2 separate regions of the Mus musculus genome follow, and region 1 is linked to region 2. The links are chromatin contacts, called in public promoter capture Hi-C maps. All regions are on one chromosome and are shown on one strand. Each heading gives the region's core, a stretch centred on a gene start, on an enhancer-like site or on the middle of the called end of the contact. The rest is flanking DNA. Distances are from core to core; before and after follow the strand shown. Region 1 overlaps Sgpl1 (sphingosine phosphate lyase 1). Region 2 holds the start of Vsir (V-set immunoregulatory receptor).

What was found. Promoter capture Hi-C pulls out the DNA fragments that hold promoters and counts their contacts.
Region 1: a contact with region 2 is called in a promoter capture Hi-C map of liver, with 3 times the contacts expected there. The contact joins the enhancer-like site here to the promoter of Vsir in region 2. A contact is called at or near these places in 12 of 39 promoter capture datasets (the C10 cell line, embryonic stem cells, erythroid cells and 7 more), 2 of 484 Hi-C or Micro-C datasets (B cells and embryonic stem cells), 8 of 115 datasets of contacts at active chromatin or transcription factors (the SCID.adh cell line, astrocytes, bone marrow-derived macrophages and 5 more) and 3 of 9 other capture datasets (adipose tissue, embryonic stem cells and liver).

What each region holds. Positions count from the first base shown.
Region 1 is chr10:61,137,709-61,140,975 of GRCm38.p6, forward strand. The region is part of intron 2 of Sgpl1 (sphingosine phosphate lyase 1); the gene reads right to left. Among named protein-coding and RNA genes, the nearest start is that of Sgpl1, 8.3 kb to the right of the region's middle. Within about 2 kb of position 1,778, at least 2 of the 459 cell types and tissues checked have an H3K27ac peak or open chromatin away from gene starts, as enhancers often do. A contact at or near this core is called in liver, where this site is marked.
Region 2 is chr10:60,345,413-60,348,405 of GRCm38.p6, forward strand. Vsir (V-set immunoregulatory receptor) reads left to right here and starts at 1,439. Exons shown (of 7, transcript NM_028732.4): 1 at 1,439-1,691. The coding sequence starts at 1,610. All of the region lies in intron 39 of Cdh23 (cadherin 23 (otocadherin)), which reads right to left.

The sequences.
Region 1 (3,267 bases), core at 528-3,027, 790 kb after region 2:
AATGTTTGCTTCCAATGGAAAGCCAGTATTATCTAGGTCACCTTCTGGGTTACAGCTTCTGACCTTATGGTAACATTACAGCTCTCTAACCTGTAGATAATTGATAGACAGGCAAACAAATTTTCATACACAAACAACAAAGTTCATCAAGGTTCAATAAAAGTTCTAACTTTTATCCCCACTTGCAGAAACTAGTCTCACCTCCACTTGCACATTTTCTTTTCTTAGTTTTTTTGTTTTCCTTTGTTTTGAGACAGACTTACGATTATGTGTTTCTTGACTGACCTGTTACTTAATATGAAGTCCAGGCTGGGCTCAAACTCACAGAAATCCTGTTCCATCAACCTCCCAATTGCTGGGATTACAGGTGCGTGCTACTACACTGGGCTGGCTCATTTTCAATATCTCTGCTATAGAAATGTATATAATTTTTGGATTTCTCTTTTAAATTAATTATAAGTGACAAGTTTCCCTATTATGGCCAAACGTTTTTAGTATGTTCATTTTAGTATTTGGATGTGAATCATGCTTTCACCTTTTTTTACTAAAGCACACAGCTAAGAAAAAAAATACATTAAAATAAAATACAAACTGGAAAATCTCCTCCCCTACTCCCATTCTGGATAAATAGACTCAAAGAACAGGTAAATTTCTGGCAAGGGTACTTTTCTGATTTAAAAATCCATTTAGTGAGCCGGGTGTGACAGCACACACTTTTAATCCAGCACTCAGGAGGCAGAAGCAGGTAGATCTCTGTGAGTTTTGAGGCCAGCCTGGTCTACATAGCAAGTTACAGGCCAGCTGGAGTTATATACCAAAATCATCCCCCTTTAAATAAAAACAAAATAAATTATTATTTGTGTGTTTGTTTATTTATCAGGTGAGTCACCATAAAAATTTTTTAAAAGAAAAATAAAAGGCCAGGCATGCAGAGGCAGGCAGATTTCTGAGTTCCAGGACAGCCTGGTCTACAGAGTGAGTTCCAGGACAGCCAGGGTTATACAGAGAAACCCTGTAACCAAGAAACCAAGAAACCAAAAAAAAAAAAAAAAAAAAGCTACTGCCTTTGCACAGGGTTTCTGTGAACATTAAATACTATTAAAAGGAAAAAGATAAAATTAAAGGCCAGCAAGATGGCTCAGCAGGTAGAGAAAGGCATTTATTTGCCAAGACAACTTGGTGATCTGGGTTCAATCCCTAGAATCCACATAAAGCTATAAGGAGAAACCAGACTCCACAACATTGTTTTCACACACATACACACACACACTTTAGTCACTGTAGAAGCTGGGCATGGTGCTTTACACCTATAATACCAGCTCTTGGGAAGCTAAAACAGGAATGTTTTTGAGTTCCAGACCAGTTGGGGCTGCAGAGGGAGTTCCAGCCACAACTACTGAGTTAAGATCCTGTGTCAAAAACAAAAATAAAATAAAATAAATTCATAATGAATCACTACTGATAATCAACACTTACTTAATGTTTGACAAATGAATTATCTGCTGTTAATTTTTTCTTCTTCAAAAACAGCAACATAAAACAGCCTTTGCAGAGATCATGAAAAAGGTTAGGAGCTGGGAAAGACCTTAAGTAGCTTAATTTCTATGCTTAACATTATATTTTTCTTACAGAGGGTGAAAATAGAATATACTTTAATAAACATATGTCCTGGTTTGGTAAGAAATACATTGCAACAATTTTTAACCTTCAGTATCAAATAAATCAATCAGAAAGCTGCAAGTGCCCTTTGACCTACCAGCAAATAGAACTAAATCAGCTAGCTACTGTGCTTGCAGATCATAAACCTGTATGTTTCTGACAGCCAAACAGATTCTGGGAAAGTGTGTAAAAACACTTTTAAAAAGGACTGAGCAAAATAATCACAGGTTTTCTTCTACTCTTAACAAAAAAACAACAACAAAATACTAAATAAAGACCAGCTCTTCCATGGCATCTTTGCCCTAGATTCCTCCATTAGAATTTGAAAACAATTTTTTGCTTCTAATGCTTTTAAACCTAGGAGCCATTAAGACTGAAACTCAATGATCAATTGATCTGTTCTACTTTTAGACCTACCTGTCAAATAAAACAATGACTTTACATGCTTTAAAAAAGAATGTCCAGTGAATAGTCACTCTGGTTGCAAATACAAGGAATTCAAAGAAACCTTAGATTCACAGCGATACTCTACCTCAGAAGTAAAGAGAAAGAAATTAAAGGTTGAGGATGTAGCTCAGCTGATAGAATGGCTACCTATTCCTGAGGCTTTGGGTTCAATTCTCAGCACCACATAAATTGGGTGTGGTTGAGGCATGCCTGTAATCTCAGTCCTCTGGAGGTGGGAACAGGAAGAATGGAAGTTAAGGTCATCCTCAGCTACAAACAGAGGTGACAAAACCTCAGAAAACAAAAATGAATTAAGCAGCAGGCAGTGATATCCATGTGCAACCCCAGCACTCAGGGTGTGAGTTTAAGGTCATCTAGTGCTGCAGTGTAAGGAAGGCTCTGTCTCAAAACTACAAAAAAAGTTAGGGGAGAGTGATACATGCCTGTAACTCCAGCACTTGTGAAAAAGAAAGAAAAGAAAGGACAATATGGAGTTCAAAGCCAGTCCTAAGTATGAATGAAGCTTGAGGCTAGCCTTAACTACATGAAAAAGAAAAAGAAGCATAGACATTAAAAACAAAAGAGAAACAAAGGAAACACTATGTAAGTGTAAATTTGTTTAAATTTAATATACAAATTTGGTACTATATATTTTGACAAAGTTTGATGCTTACAAAGAGACAAGTTCAAGATTGTAACAATGCATGCCTTTAATCCCAGCACTTGGGAGACAGAGGCAGGCAGATTGAGGCCAGCCTGGTCTACAAAGTGAGTTCCAGGACAGCCAGGGCTATACAGAGAGACCCTGTCTCAAAAACAAACAAACAAACAAAAAAAAGTAACAATGTCATTCATTCCACCCAAACACAAGAGACATAAATGTTTATCAACTATAAACTGAATAAACTGCATTAGTTATACACTGTAATAATATACAGTAACAAGAAAACATTAAGATACAAAACACTGAACAAATAGGCTACTCACAAAATAATATATGTTTCCACTTAAAATTCTGAAAATCAACAATAGTAAATCTAAAGTGAGAGGAATAACTACCTTTAATGAACCTGGACTAGGAGTGGAGGGACATGAGACCTGCTGGAGTACTAGGAATTCTTTTTGTTTTGATCTAGGAGGTAAGGATTGTTACATATGTAT
Region 2 (2,993 bases), core at 189-2,688:
GCAGAGGTAGAAGAATTAGAGGTTCAAGACTATTCCCGTTACACAGGAAGGTCAAGGCTAGTCTGAGATGATGGAACACACATAAACACACACACACACACACACACACACACACACACATGTACACACATGAGCACACACACAGTATACACACATATGTATATATGTAAACATATATATATATGTTCTCATGCATAGATAAATGTACACACGTAAACACATGAGCATACACACACTATATCTATATCTATAAAATCTAGGGTTCTCATGCATACACACATGTACACGTGTACACACATGAGTACACACACAATGTGTGTATACACACACATATATCTTCTGGTGTTCTCATTGGTGTTCTCATGTGTATATATATATATATATATATATATATATATATATATATATATATATATACAAAACACACACACACACACACACACACACACACACCGGTGGGAGGCCATGGTCCTCAAAACTCAGTAGGGCAGGGGAACTCAGGTAAGGAATTTACTGGTTCCTAGCTCAGATCTGGTCTTGTGGCTGAAGGAAGCACTGACAGGAGGGGTTGGGGAGGGGGCTCCAAGGTCAGGCCAGGAAAGAACAGAGTGGAGCAAGCTCTAAGTGATCGCAAGTACAAGGATGAGTGTAGATACCTATGAGGGCCCGGAGGACAGCATGGGAGTGAGTTTGTAGAGGGGCCATGGTGGTGCATCCCTGCAATCCCAGCATGCATTAGGCGAGGTAGAAGAGTCTTGAGGGCAGCCTGAGCTACAAGGCAGCATCCTGTCTCAGAAAGCTAACCCCTCAAAAACCACAAACAAAACTCCGCCCAAACAAAACAATACAAACCCCACAGAAACAAAACTCCACACAAGTATGTTGAAAACAAACTACCAGCAAGACAGAATCAAGGGAGCCTATGAATAACAGCCCAGCCATAGATAAAGCCCTGGGGGAAAGAGGCTGAGAAGGTTCCATGGGGCACACCAACAGATGCAGGAGCGTGTCCTGAGGTTGGGAAGTTCTGGGCTTGTGCATGCCCTGCGCGTGTTTCAGGTGTGTTAGCCGGTGGACATAACTGTACCAGGTGTATCAGCTGCAGGGCACACAAGCGCAGAATGAGCCAAACTCCCTCCCACTTGCTAAAGTCATCGTAGATTTCCCTTACTTATCCACCTACCCGCCCACCCATCTACCCTGGGCTGCTGGAGAACAGGGAGCCAAAGTCCTGCCTCCAGACTAGGAGAACCGCAAGGCAAGCTGGGTTAGACTAGGGTCCACACTTTAGTATGCACGGCCCTCACGATCTCTAAAAAGCACCGGGACTTACAGGGGGAAGTGGCTGGTTGGACACTTGCCACTTCTATCAGCAACTCCAGCCCTTCCCCACCCCCATCCCTGGGCTCTGGAGACGCCGTACCGCCCGCCGCCCCTCGGGGGCGCTGCTGGGCGGGGAGCTTGCTCGGCCGCCTGCCTCGCCTTGGGCTCAGCATTCACTCTAGCGAGCGAGCGGCGTGTACAGCCGGCTCCCTGGGCTCCTGGAGTCCCGCTTGCTCCAAGCGCACTCCAGCAGTCTCTTTCTGCTCTTGCCCGGCTCGACGGCGACATGGGTGTCCCCGCGGTCCCAGAGGCCAGCAGCCCGCGCTGGGGAACCCTGCTCCTTGCTATTTTCCTGGCTGCATCCAGAGGTAAGATCAACAGGCGGTGGGGTGCTAGCGAGAGCTCTAGGGAGTACAGCCCGGTAGTGTAGGGGGCAGGATGGGAGTGCCCTGAATCCCCTCAGCCTGCGGTAACCTTCACCTTACCGCTGCTCCGCTGGGACAGCCCAGCAGGGTGCAGTGGTGTCTCCATCCTTCATCAGGCACATCTTTAATTGCTAACAGCTGCCAAAACAGCAGGCACGGGTGTCCCTTGGGGACTGCCTGCCAGACACTTCCCTGACCCGAGAGTCCAGAGCAGGGGCCATGAAGAACTTCTGCAAGGCAGGAGATGGGCCGGAGGAGAATCACCCCGTCCTATGGCGGTTGCTGAGTGCATTTTGACACCTGGGGCATCTCCCTGACTTCTGGCAACAGAGTCTAAGAGGACTTAGGGGGTGTGGTGCTGTGACCCTGGTATTCTATCCCCCTTGACACTTGTGTGTGAGTCTTGATGGACACTCCCGAATCTGAGCATGCTTGTCACCTGCTCTGTACTGAAAGTCTAAGGACCCGTTTGAGTGATCAGTGGGCTTCTGTCATTTAACCTTATTACAGCTGAGGAGTTGATTTGGATGAGTAAGAAAGACACGAGGGACACTCCCCTGAGCCCAGCAACCAGCTTGGATAACTCCTCGGCAGGGACACAGAAGCCCCACACAGGGAGATGTCACTTCCAAAGTCCAGACTCACAATCTGTACATTGTTCCGGGACACAGGGGCTCCCTAGAGCCCAATCTTTGTTTATTCGGTGAAGATCTCAAAGAAAAAGGGGAGGATACCCTGATAGTTGCCCAAACAGTAGACAGGTGGGTCCCCTGAGATGGCCTGCCTGATACTTCCCTGCTCAGAACCCAGGGCACGGGTGGCTTCTGCAAGGCAGGGGAGAGGAAGGGTCCAGAGGGAGTCACCATTGTCAGGACAGAGATGGAATGCTCAGCTCCGCAGAGGGAGCCAATAGCTGCATCAGAAAAGAAGGAAGAGGGGTTAAGGGGTTGAAAGGGAGGAGAGACAGGGAACTAACTCTTTATCAATACTGGGAGGCTGGCCTGGACTTCTGATAAGAAAGAAGGCACCCACACCCTATAGACAGAAGACTGAAGCCCTGGCCTGCCTTTCCTCACCACAGGAGAGAGCCTGTGGCAGGGATGGGGTGGCGATACAGGCGGGGGATGTTTCACTCCCAACCCCAAGGCTCATCAGGGGCATAGCTTCTAAGAACGGAGGACAGTGGCAGGCAGGAAGGCCAGTATGGCATCTACCTCAGGCTACTATCCTCCTCCCGGGTGACTC